2 separate regions of the Sus scrofa genome follow, and region 2 is linked to region 1. Evidence: chromatin contacts called from public Hi-C data. All regions are on one chromosome and are shown on one strand. The core of a region is the stretch at or near the end of the contact, and the rest is flanking DNA. Distances in the headings are between cores, read along the strand shown.

Region 1 (6,500 bases), core at 2,618-5,117:
TTGGGCCTTGCCCTTATTCATTATCTTATTTTCTTAGAAGAGACAATTTAGAGGGGCTGAAAGTCGCAGAGTAGGTATTCAGTGACCATTAGCTATTTCCTATTCTCCCAGTCTTTTCTGAGAGAAAAAAAAAATAATGCTATGCTAGGGAGTTCATGTATCTCTTAGCCCTTTTTAAAAATCCATATGTAACTCTTGATAAACTAACCAAGTGAAGATCCATTGAGATACTCTAGTTACTAGAGCTATAATGACAACCTTAATGACATTTGAACAACCTTTGATTTGGCCCACAGACTCTGTAGGTCAGGATTTCAGGCAGGGCTCATCGGGAAAGACTTCCCATGCTTCACATTGTCTGTAGCCTCAGCTGGACAACTTGGGAACTAGAAACTGGACTCATCTGAAGATTAATTCATTCTCCTGTTTGGCCGTTGATGTTGGGTGGTGGCTGAGGCCATAGGTGCGGCTGTTAGTCAGAACACCTGCCAGTAGCCTCTCCATGTGGTGTGGTTTTGCTCATATGTGGTGATTGGGCAACAAGAGCGCATGTTCCATTTTTATGACCTAGCCTTGAATGTCACATAGCATTACTGCTACTGTACCTATCAATCAGGAAAGCCACAGTCCTGCCAGAGTTCAAGGGGTTTGAACACAGCCCCACTACGAGAGGGAATAGCAAGGTTCTGAAAGCATAAGCAAGACTGGAATTAATGCTTTAATTGTTGTTGGGAAAATACAGTCTGCCGCACAATATACTTCCTTGTCATTTGCTATCATTTTCACATAGGATTAATAATTTATATTTTCTTATGTTATTTTTACCAAATACACTCCCTGTATTTAGTTTTTTTAAAAAATAATTTGCTATTAAATATGTTGATCAGATACTGAAATTGATGGAGGGAAATTTAAATTTAAAAAATAAAAATTAGTAGATTATCTAGAATTTTTGATTTTGAGACAGTTAAGGTTTGTTAATACTTTGAAGAGTAAATAGGATTAATAATAAAATGAGACTGTAAAAGGAATAAAATGATTCCATCCTTCTCTTGCACAGGTAAATAATGAATACTCAGTCTCTAGGTGGTTTTTTCTAGTTACTTTTTGCTCTTGACTTTCATTTTAATCAAAGGCATCTTAATTCAGACATAAAGCAAAAACACGCTTGTCAGTGAACTACTGTGCCCATTTCTTTGTAGTATTAAGCTATGTTTTGTGCTACAACAGGGATTTGTGGAAATACCTGAAATAGGAATTTCTCAATGGAAAATTATTCTAAGAAAAAATACTGATATGGACTCCTTTTCTCGAACTTCCTTATTTTGTTTCGTTTTACTTCTTTTAGGCCAGGTGCTAGTTTGGCTTTTCAGGAAGTCGTCGTCTTTTCAGTGCTGAATTCAGCGAGTTAACGCCAGAGTTAAGCTCAGCCTCTTCCTCCTGCTCAGCTTGAAGGGGGTCTGGAGAGCCTAGCATGGGACACCACAGAATCAGAAACATCAGATTAAGTAGGACTCATTCTGGAATCAGACTAATGGTTATTTTGTGGCTTTGGTTTGCTTTGGATCCTCCCCGAAAGACCTTGATTGAGTACAGTACCCATTTGATTTTGTGGGGTTCTCTAGGCTAGAAGTGCAGGCAGGTACAGTGGGGTTCTCTGCACTCCAACTTCCTGGACTAGCTGACCCATTCTAAGTAGTGCTGTGAGCAGAAAGCTAACAACCTGTTAGATATTCGAGATCCAGAATCGCTTTTTTTCTCGCTGCTTCTTAAGAATTGCAGTAACTTCAAGACTGTATTCCCTTTGAGAGAAAGATTCAATAAAGTGCCCCTTAGGATCCGTGACACTCATGTGTTTCCCCTTGATTTAGTTGAGAGCTCAACAGAGCTATATCTGCAGCCCAGTTTTCCCTCCCAAGTGTCCTATTTCCCCACTGCTTTCTAGGTAGTTCCACTTGGATATGAAATAGAAGTCTCAAATTTATTATGTTCAATTATAAACTCTTTTTCATCCCCCTTCAGACCTGCTTTTCCTTCTGTGTGTCTTCTTTTGAGTAATTATAGAATTATTCCAAGCCAGAAACCAGAAAATCATGCTAGCCTCTCCTAACCCTTCATTAAGTCGTTGGTTCTTACAACACCCACACCTTCCTCTTGTTCTCAGCAGCACTGAGTCAGGATTTGATAAATAGTTGTGATGTGAGGAGGAAATGTCAGGCACCCAGGGGCAGGCTGTGTTTGAGGAATGAAGAGTAGATAAGGTGTGGAAACTCGATGGGAAGTAAGTGTGGAAAGTTAGGTTATAGCCACATTGTTAAGAATGTCAACTCTGAGGACAGGAATTTTTGTTCATAACTATAGCCTTTGATATGTCTCAAGTGCCTAAAACAATACCAGGTATGGTCCATGGCATGTGCTTAAGAGTGTGTGCTGAAAAAAATGAATGGACTCTGAAACCCACCTGACTAGCTGGGACACTATTTGATAAACTGGCATTTGATAGCCATGGCTTTTTTTTTTTTCTCCCCCCCCACCCCAGAAGAACTTGGAACATATAGTTGACGGCAGATTGTTTCAGAAAGAATGTTCCAGGATGCAGTTCTGTACACTACACTCACATGTGCAAAGAATACATAAGCCTCCTCTTTCTGCATCTTTTATCCTCCCCTCCACACCCCATTCTCTTTGTTACAAATTGGCATGCTCTCCTCTCTCTCATTCTCCCCAGACCTCTGGATTCTTAATTTCCTTTTGGAACATAAGAAAGATCTAGATGTCATTTTTTGGATTGATTTTTTTTTTTTTTTCCTGGTGAGAGTTTTCATCTTTTCACTCCCAGTGGTTACTTTCCATAGCGCCTCCATACCTTGCCATGGTTATATCCTGGGACATCCTGACTGTGTGCAGTTTCTTGAAGGTCTTAAGAACCTTGAACATTTAACTCCCTTCAAAGTCAAATCAGAGTTTCAAATTTTGCTTACTTCTTTTAATTGTAATTGTAACAGCCAAAATTAAAAGCCTTATGAGAAAGAAAAAAGATACTACAGAATCTCAGTGGAAATGAATACACCTTCTCTTGGTACTTATTTCAGTCTCCTGAATGTTCACTGTGTTGATGAGAAATGTTTTCTTTTGTCTTTTAATAGAACCATCTTGACATTGATCACTCTATTGCTTTTTCAGGTTCGTTGTAGTTAACCCCTTTGGATAATCTTAGAAATCACTTGAATATTCTAAAAAACTGACAACTAGATTTCCTCCTGCATGGTAAACATTTTTTATTACCTCTCATTTATGTGTTAGTTTTATCCAGCTTTATTCTGCAGATTCAAAAACATGGCAAACAAAGTATATGTAATTTAGAGAAAATATCTTGGTACAGAAATGACTCTTTTTTTTTTTTTTTCCTTTTCTCAACATGGCTGTCATTTCAGTTCATCATTTGTTCATAGCTTATTAGACTTCCTTCCCAGGGAAAATAACAGCCTAATTGTTATATGACACATTGCTTTTAAATATTTGATCTCATCGAATCTTCCCAACGTCCCTGTGAAGTTATTTTGAGCATTTTGAGAGGAGAGAAAGCTGCACCTCAGAGAGAGTAGGTGGCTTGATGGGGATCATGCAGAAAATTGTGGAAATGGGGTTTAAACAAAATCCTTTGCCAGTTAACTCAGTGAAAATAGTGGCTGGTATGTTTTCATTTTGAATAGTAACTTTTGTACTTTCAATGGTATTTTTTGTTATTATTTGTTTGCTAAGTCTTGATTACTTATCTTAGTGGCAGTCAAAGATCATGTTTGATGTCCCTCAGTGTTTTTAAAACATTTTATAACAGCATGTTCATTATTATCTTACTTAGTGGATTTGGCAGAATGAATATTTCAGTTCTGTGCAGCCCACCTGACCCAATCGGAACAGTCTTTGTATCAGGCTCTTTAAAATGGGAAAAGAGGCCTATTGATGTTGATGTTGGGAACAAGAAAAGAGTTCCCAACACCCACCCTCCCTTCTCCCATCATCATTTCTGTGTAGGATTCTCTCACAGTCCAGGCATTCTTTGCTTCAGAATGGATGGGACTGACAAAGGATGCAGTGTTATTGGTTTCTCCACTGGGCTGGCCCCCTCTCAAGGCCCCTTTTTTAGGGGGAGAAAGGAGTAGGTTTGGGTCATAGGCTGCTGTCAGGACAGATCTGGTGCAAACTTTGCAGCCCACTCCGTCCCCAGGCTCGAAGCTGTTAAAGAGTTCCCAAGCCGTCTATCCAGATTCTCACGTCTTTAGAATGAAGCCTAGACAGGACAGAGGTGGGCCTGTACCATCCAACTTTAGTTAGGTATCCTTTCATTGGTTCTGAAGCGGTTATCTTTTAAAAATCTACCTTTACATTTCTAAAATTGGGTTGTGTTTTACATTGGCTATAATTAAACATTTCTGTTTGTTTTTGAATAGGGCGGTAAGTGTAGAAGAAAGGAGTCACCCAATGATTATCTTCTCTAAAAGTCTCAAGATCCTGCTTACCACTCCTTCTTTGAATATTTTTGCACTGGCTTCATTTTTCAACTTTAACCATGTTAACATATTACCTAAAGTTATGGAAGGTTTTACACTTTGGGGCATTTCCTTCCCCGGTCTAACTCCTTCATTCCTCATTTCATTCCCCGTCTAACTCATTCATTGCATCTCTTCATTCCTGTTCCATTGGTACCTGCCATCTCGCAGAGCCAGGCTGCTTCACCCTGCAGTCCTGAACGGTGCTCCATGGGGTGTTCTTGGTGGTGGGGAAGACAGGACACTTGGCACTGCCTTATTCTTCCTACAACCAAGTCAAGGCATTTGATGTATGATTACTCTAGGGAAAGAAATCTGGCAGTACCAGAAAACGTATCATGTGTACCACGTCACAATTGTAAAAAAGAGGCAAATGTGATAATAGGAAGCATTTGATTATAACACAGGTATTATCCACATTTCCTTATTATGGTCCCTTTTTCCACAAAGGGCTTTAAAACGCTTTCCCTATTTAATGCTTCAAGAAGATAAAATGATTATTTTTATTGTGAGGTGGTCTTTTCAAAAGCTGTGTATATGAAATTAGAGCAAAGTATAGGTAAGTGTCTAAATTGGTTATTATTTTAATTGCATAGATAAGGAATTACTCAGCTAACGTAGTGAGAGAAGCACCTGTGACAGTCGCTGCTTTTCTGCTCAGTGTTTGATCCAATATGGTGATGATTTTGCATTTATTTTACATTGTAGAAATGACAGAGTTCTTCCCCTAGACAGTGAGCAGGAAAGAACCGTAGAGACAGGCTTTGGGTTTGGGCCCAGGTTGATGTCTGAGAGCCGGAGGGGGGCGGGGGGAGACACTGCCAGGCACAGATATCTGTGCTCTGTGCCTGCCATGCCACCTAGTGGAGCATCAGGCATGCAGTTAAGTGTGAAGGACTGAATGCAGTTTCTAAACTCATGTGGTGAAATGACGTATTATTCTGTACATATATGCACAAATAGCCATCATATACCTAAGAAGTGGTAGCACTAATAAATGGCAGTTGATGTATTAAAAGAGCAATCCTTAAATGAAAAGTAATGAGAAATCTCACACTGCAAATATTAAAATTGTATTTTAAAATACAATAAATAAAACTCTTTGACACAAGCATGGATGGATAGATCAGTGAAACAGAATGGGATTTAGAAATTGAGAGGGTGGCATTTCAGATAAATGACAGGATGAAATATTCAGTAGTGTTGAGAAGGCTGGCCGGCTGGTTAAATGTAAATATGGATCCCAGTCTTATTCTTTTCTTCCAAAAAAAAAAAAAATTCTGGATGAAGGAAGGTTAGAAATTAAAGAAATGAAACTATATAAAATTACTCCCAGCCCTTTGGAGAGCTAAGCACACTTTCCATGAAGTTCCAGTTCCAAAGTTTTCACCAAGAGTGGAGCAAATTCTAGACTCCCATGGCTTCTGGCTCCTGCATCTCCTTAGGTGACCTGAAGGTCCCTATATCATCCTCACTCCAAAACCAACCCTGTCCATGTTCCCAACAAACACTGGTCACATGAAACCTTTTCCGAATTTAGGCTGCAGATTGAAGATTATGGGGAGGGGGTTACATCCAGGAGCTAGGTGCCCCCCATCCCTCACTGTCTCTATTCGGACCTCTCACTCCCCTCTTCTGCCTCCAGCTCAGGACAGAGCAGTTGTGATATCACTTGGGGGCCAAATGGAGTATCACCTTCTAAAAATGCTAGGTACTTTCCCTGAGGGGAACCATGGAAAGTAAATTGCCTCTCCTCCCTTATAGCTCAATAACATCTCTATTGAATATATTCATATTGTGGTTACTGACTATGGTAGGAAAAAAGCTGGAGGTATAGGTTTATGGATTTCATTTTGTATCACGCAAAACAAAGAACAAACAACTAAAGAAGTATTTATATTTCTACATTTATACGTAGAGTCAGTTGAGTCAGTTGAAACTCAAAGACCT
Region 2 (6,500 bases), core at 2,988-5,487, 61 kb before region 1:
CATCATCTTAAAGCATGGGGCATAGGTCGGGGACGGGGAGATTGAGAGAACTTCTGAGTGTTCCACAAACAAACTAACTCCTAAGACTAGATTGTGTTAACTCGCTCTCCAGAGAGAGAGAGGGCGGATCATAGGGGGAAGGAGTGGCATTCTTAACCAGGAATGACCCTGAGTCATCTCCATTATGTAGCAGTGTTAGGAATAGACAGCCTTTTTATTTCAGGTGGGTTCCACTCAGAAAAGGTAGTAAATAAACCACCACTGTACAAACCTTCAGGTCCCACAGGCTGTCACCTTGTATAATGAGTTTCAAGATTAATGACACGAAGGTGTGTCAGTTTGGCTAGATGGCAAGTCGGCTGTTTCTATTTCTGATAATTTCATGTTAAAAAAAAAGAACACCTAGAATTGGTGTAGTTAGTTGGTGTGCTTTATTTCCACTTGTCCCGGGGTGGTGGGGGGGATGCTACTTGAAAGAGAATAGAAAGTGCTCTTTAACTGGTATTTTAGTAGTTTTAGGAGTATTAAATAGTAAGGGAGGCCAGAACTTTGTGTTGATTGAATTAAATCACAAATCAGCCTGTGTTTTTTCTGTCTCAATGAGGAACAGTGAATTTAGTTTTCTCCTATAGAAACTATCTCCTGGCAGTTTGAGGTTTTGCTTTTGCAGTGTCTCTGTTCAACCACTATTTTAGATAATTCCAGAGGGAAATACTCGGGTATATTTGATTTGCCTGCCACCCACAAGTTAAACTTGACATCTTGTGTTGTATGATTTAGTACTATAGAAATGTTTTAAAACTACAGGGAGTTCCTGTTGTGGCTCAGCAGAAATGAACCCCACTAGTATCCATGATGTTAGTTCTATCCCTGGCCCAGATCAGTGGGTTGAGGATCCAGCTTTGGCTGTGGTGAAGGTCTACAGGCTGACAGCTGCAGCTTTGATTTGATTCTTAGCCCAGGAACTTCCACATGCCCCCTTTGCAGCCCTCAAAAGCAAAAACAAACAAACAAACAAAAAGTGAAAACTACACTGAAGCATAGTGCCCTGGCATTTAATAATAGTGTATTAGTAGCTTGGATATAAAACTGAGTAAAAACTGTATTTGTGACTTTCCCTAGGTAATACTACTGTAAAGATCCAAACTCTTTTTAAATCTAAAATTTCCAGAGCTTTATGTTTGTTGAATTAATGCCTGGTACACACATTAGAATAACTAAACCAACAGAGTAAACAATATTTGTAACAGACTTTGTTTTTTGTAAAATCTTTTTCTATGTGTAAAGAGTTTGAAAGTTCGAATTTGATTTAAATTACTTAAAACATTTCATAGTTTGTTATGAATAATTAATAGTAAATTAATTACTGTGTAAATATTGACGGCAGAGGAAGAAAATAACCACACACTCAATTCTCAAACTCCTTTTGAAAGTTATGTGCTTATTTATCAGATAATATTGACTTAATGCTGTTTCATTGACAGTAGATTTGTAAAGCATACCAGGAGAGTAAGAGCTTATGATTCTTTTTGCAGTATATAATAATATCTCACTTATTTGACACCATCTGGGTTGTTATGTATTTACATAAGCACTTTTTCTAAATAGCTGACCCATCCCAGCATTAATTACTGAAATTTAAAAAATTTAGCTATTAAAACAAGCAATTTCTAACTGTTGCATGCTAACTTTCTCCCCAGGGTGTAAGTTAATTTTTTTGTTAGGTTGTCTTTATGAACATGAATTCATAAAGAATTAAATAGTGCTATTCCTTGAGGTACATAGAGCTGTTTTTGTTTATAGTAAAATGGTCTCAGTCTGCCCAGTTGCAATACTAGAATGGAGACAGAAGTACTATTCTTCTTTTTATGGTTTTTCTGGGTCCTCTTTCTGTTATCGGCTATCACTTTCTGCTGCTGTCAGACTGTGAGCGGCCCTGCTGCTGTATTATCTGTTGTCTTTTTTTTTTTTTTCCTAAAATGATGTGGGCTATTGCTTGAGTATAAAGCCTGTGTACTTTGTGACAGATACTCACTGTTCTCCTCCTTTGTTTCTGGGCTAGAGAGTGAGCTAAATGGCTGAAGTTCCTAGAAGGGTAACTTCTATGTAAACGGTTTTAATGTGTTTTTAAATAGAAAAGTTTGATTATAAGATTTTTGGAATTTATTCTTTTAATTTCAGGCATTCAGTCTTCTGGAAAATCTTTGCTTTTCTGAGAATTGAAGCAGATTTTTAAGAAGTTTACTTTTCTTATGGTAGCCCCAGATTGTCTTTGTTTAGAACTATGTATATGATAATATTTTACCTCCTGCTTTCTGCCATTGAAATTGACTGGTTGTATGTAATGTTGGCAGTATTTCTCTACTCTGGAATCCAGGAATAAGAAGTGTGATTTGAAATCCTGATGCCCATGCTTGAAGCTAGCTGAATCATTTCAATATTATTTTGCATACCTACCTATGGAGGAGCTGCATAATCAAATGAGTTTGAATAAAGTTGTTTAATTTTGTCTTGAAAACAGTGCTAATCATGTCTTCCTAATCTAAGGCATTTCACAAACATCTTTTATTCAATAAATATTTATCAAAGGCATACTACGCATTGGGCACTATGTTGAGGATGTTCAGATACTCAAGACTGCGGGAGGGCTCAAGGTTTAAGAGGATTTAGAAAACAAGTTTGCTTCAGTGTTTCTGTTGTGATTCAGTGGTAAGGAACCTGACTAGTATCCATGCGGGTGTGCTTTCAATCCAGTCTTGCTCAGTGGGTTGAGGATCCAGTGTTGCCGTGAGCTGTGTTGTAGGTCACAGATGCCTCTCGGATCTGATATTGCTATGGGTATGGTGTAGGCCAGCAGCTATAGCTCAGTTTTGACCTCCAGCCTGGGCGCTTCCATATGGCACAGGTGTGGCCCTGAAAGGAAGGAAGGAAGGAAGGAAGGAAGGAAAGAAAGAAAGAAAACAAGTTTCCTTCCGTAAGTGAAATATAGTGTTGTACCTTATGTAAGGGTGTGATTGAGATATCCAGAGTGCCCTGAACAGACATTTGGAAGTGGCCAGTTCTACCTGGGGAAGGAAAACTAGAGAGGTTCCATAGAGAAAGTGACAACAGAGGAATCAGTGTAGAAACAGGCAAAATCATAGTGGCCTGTTTGCCATCCCAAGACCATTTTCTCTTCAAGTTTGTTTTAAACAAGAGTGATAGGATGAGGAATTCCCATCATGGCTCAGTGGAAATGAATCTGACTAGGAACCATGGGGTTGCAGGTTCGAACCTTGGCCTCGCTCAGTGGGTTAAGGATCTGGCATTGCTGTGGCTATGGCGTAGGCCAGCACTGTAGCTCATATTCGAACCTTAGCCTGGGAACTTCCATATGCTGGCAGTGCTGCCCTAAAAATTAAAAAAATAATAATACTAAATATAAAAAAATACTAAAAATAAAAAAAAGGTAAAGAGTGGTATGATGAGAAAACAGATTTCCCTATAGACTAGAAGGGTGGATCTGAGGTGTGAGACAGGAATAACAGGTTAGAAGCTATTGAAGTGACTTATTAAGAGCAATTCAGGATCTTACACCAAAGTGGTGGCAGTGAGATGAAGAAAAGGGTTTCGTCACACAGATGTGGAGGTGGTGGAATGTCAAGGATAGGTGACTGGTTAGATGGTGGGTGTTACGGGAGGGTGGAGTAGGGACTTTAACGAAGAAGCAGATTCGAGGACCAGGGATGAAAGAGTTCAGTTTTGGACGTGTGGAATATTAAATGCTTGTAGAATATTCAACTAGAGGTGAGTGTCCAGGGGATCATTGTGCAGAAGTTATGAGGAGAAGGTCTGGGCTACTAGGTAGGTAGGTAGATAAATGGATAGATGAATGGATGGGTGGATGAATGGACGGCTTTAGTTATTTTCAGTATATAGGTGGTTGCAAAAATAAAATAAAAGCAAGTCCCGTGGATTTTCTAGGGTAGGTTAGACAATGAAGAGGGAAATAGTGGCCTGGGGAGATCTAAAATCAAAGAGTTGGGTGGAGAAATAAGGAGCAGTAAAAAATGAGAATGTTGCGAGTGTAAGTTGGAGGAAAATTAGAGCAGAATAGCTTTTAGTAGCTGAAGGAGGAAAAAATTTCAAGAAGTGAGAGGCTAAGTACTAAAATGAGGAGTGTCGAACAGTTCTGGTTCTGCTCCTGATAGCTCCGTGAGCTTGAACTCAGAATTTATTTCCCATTCCTCATGTAACGTAATGAGGATCAAAGTGCGACTTCCTAGGGCCACTGTAAAGATCACATGAGATAGTCTGTCAGGTTCAGTGGCTGAAAGTTTACTGGTTTGTGTTCAATAAGTGCTCACTGTTTTATGGAAAGCAGAACTTGGATTTGGAGATTAGGAGGTATGTAGACACTAATGTTTTCAGTGTACTTGCTCTCAGGGTTTAGGGAAGGTGGTTAAAATTTATGCTTAAGATGGAAACTTGATCACAGTTATAACTTTTGAGCAGGAACCCAGTACAATAGAGGCAACACAGAATTTTGAAGGGACCAGAGAGCCACAGGAACATATACCTTTTTTTTTTTTTTGTCTTTTTAGGGCTGCACCCTCAGCAAATGGAGGTTCCCAGTCTAGGGGTCTAATTGGAGGTGCAGTTGCAGGTCTACGCCAGAGCCACAGCAACGCGGGATCCAAGCCACATCTGCGACCTACATCACAGCTCACAGCAGTGCCGGATCCTTAACCCACTGAGCAAGGCCAGGGGTCGAACCCGCAACCTCATGGTTCCTAGTTGGATTTGTATCCACTGTGCCATGATGAGAACTCCTAGAACATATTCCTTGAAGCAAGAGGGGATTGCACCTGGGGAGATGTTAGCTTCCTCAGAACAAGCCATGCTTCCACCAGCCTTGGAGGGTCCATAGCATCCTTGTTGCTTTTTAAAAGCATCTGTTAAAATCATAGACATTCTTAATGTCTTATTTAAAGTTTCTTCATGTTTAAGTGAGTTCTAGTTTTTTTGATAATAAAGGGCAAGGATTATTCATTTTAGAAGAACTATAAACAGTCTACTATTATTGTAGAACAAACTTATGGTTGCCAAGAGGAAGGGGAAGGAGTGGGAAGGACTGGGAATTTGGGGTTAATAGATGCAAACTATTGTCTTTGGAATGGATAAGCAATGGGATCCTGCTGTATAAACTGAGAACAATGTCTGGTCACTTGTGATGGAGCATGATAATGTGAGAAAAAAGAACGTATACATGTATGTGTGACTGGGTCACCGGGCTGTGCAGTAGAAAATTGACAGAACGTTGTAAACCGGCTATAATGGAAAAAATAAAATATAAAATAAAATAAAATAACTATAAACAAAAACAACCAAAACAAGCTAGATATTAAAGCTGAATAAAATATAATTTCATGTTTGGGATTCAGAAGTACTTCCGTATCTTAAGGGGTCTTAAAAATCAACTGTGGAAACCAAGTATTAACCTGTGTAATAAGGAGTTCTTAAAAAATTGAGCCGACAATAGTAGTATTTTAAAATCCCTACTTTTTTCCTTAGTATTTTCTCTGTTTGGATAAAGTAGTGCTTTATGTTAGAGATAAACATTTAAAATTAGATTCTTTTTTTTTTTTTTTGTCCATACTCATAGCACGCAGAAGTGTGCTGCCAAGGATCGAGTCCAAGCCACAGAAGTGACAAGCAGGATCCTTAACCCACTGAGCCCCAGGGAACTCAGAGATTTCTATTTTAATATATGTATATGGATTTTTTACCCTGTAATTAGTAGGTGTTTGAAAAAATATTTGCATATATGAACTGGTTTGCAGAACAATCAGCAGTCAAACACAGTGCATAATGCTTACTAATTAGTTGTTAGGCATCTTAATGATTAGTTGGTTGTAAGTATTTATTATTCCCTTTAAATTAGTAACTCTGTTTCAGTATTCACCACCTACTTGCTTATATAGCATGTAAAGTAGTACTTAGTTTTAAGGGCATCCAATAACTGTCTTGAGGAAAATGAAATTAGATGTTTAATATTTTTAAGGTGTACTGAAGTCCATTGTGTATGTAGTTTTAAACCTTTGATGATGTTCTTTCCCTGAAGTTCTCTACCTGTACTTTTTGTTACTAGGACCATTCAGTTTTGGAGTTGAGTTTCAGTCTGTTGAGCTAACTCCCTGAGTGTGTGGTCCCACTCTTGGAAAGCACAGTGTTTTGTGCAGGTGACTTTCAGTTTAGAACTTCTGACAGTTCCACGTTGGATATGCACCAACTCAGTTTTAGACTATGCTGTCCTGCTCAGGACTCTCTTACAGAGAAGACAGATACCACAGTGAAATTGACTTAGCTGTAAGGTCAGCATTAGGAGTGCAGAGCTCAAACAAAACAGAACCTTTGGATTTGTGAATGGTAGGGTATATACCAGAGTCAATTCCTACTCTCTGGCTGGAAATTTTTGTAAGTATTAAGCCGTTTGAATTTGATAGAAAGAATGCATATTT

The links. A called contact is a pair of places that touch in the nucleus more often than the background predicts.
Region 2: a contact with region 1 is called in a Hi-C map of liver, with 1.8 times the contacts expected there. The contact joins two enhancer-like sites. A contact is called at or near these places in 2 of 5 promoter capture datasets (fetal liver and liver) and 4 of 47 Hi-C or Micro-C datasets (liver and skeletal muscle).

Annotation. Positions count from the first base shown.
Region 1 is chr8:108,245,663-108,252,162 of Sscrofa11.1, reverse strand. The region is part of intron 1 of UGT8 (UDP glycosyltransferase 8); the gene reads left to right. Among named protein-coding and RNA genes, the nearest start is that of UGT8, 35 kb to the left of the region's middle. Within about 2 kb of position 3,867, at least 5 of the 83 cell types and tissues checked have an H3K27ac peak or open chromatin away from gene starts, as enhancers often do. A contact at or near this core is called in liver, where this site is marked.
Region 2 is chr8:108,307,253-108,313,752 of Sscrofa11.1, reverse strand. It overlaps a transcript of UGT8 not described here. Among named protein-coding and RNA genes, the nearest start is that of UGT8, 27 kb to the right of the region's middle. Within about 2 kb of position 4,237, at least 9 of the 83 cell types and tissues checked have an H3K27ac peak or open chromatin away from gene starts, as enhancers often do. A contact at or near this core is called in liver, where this site is marked.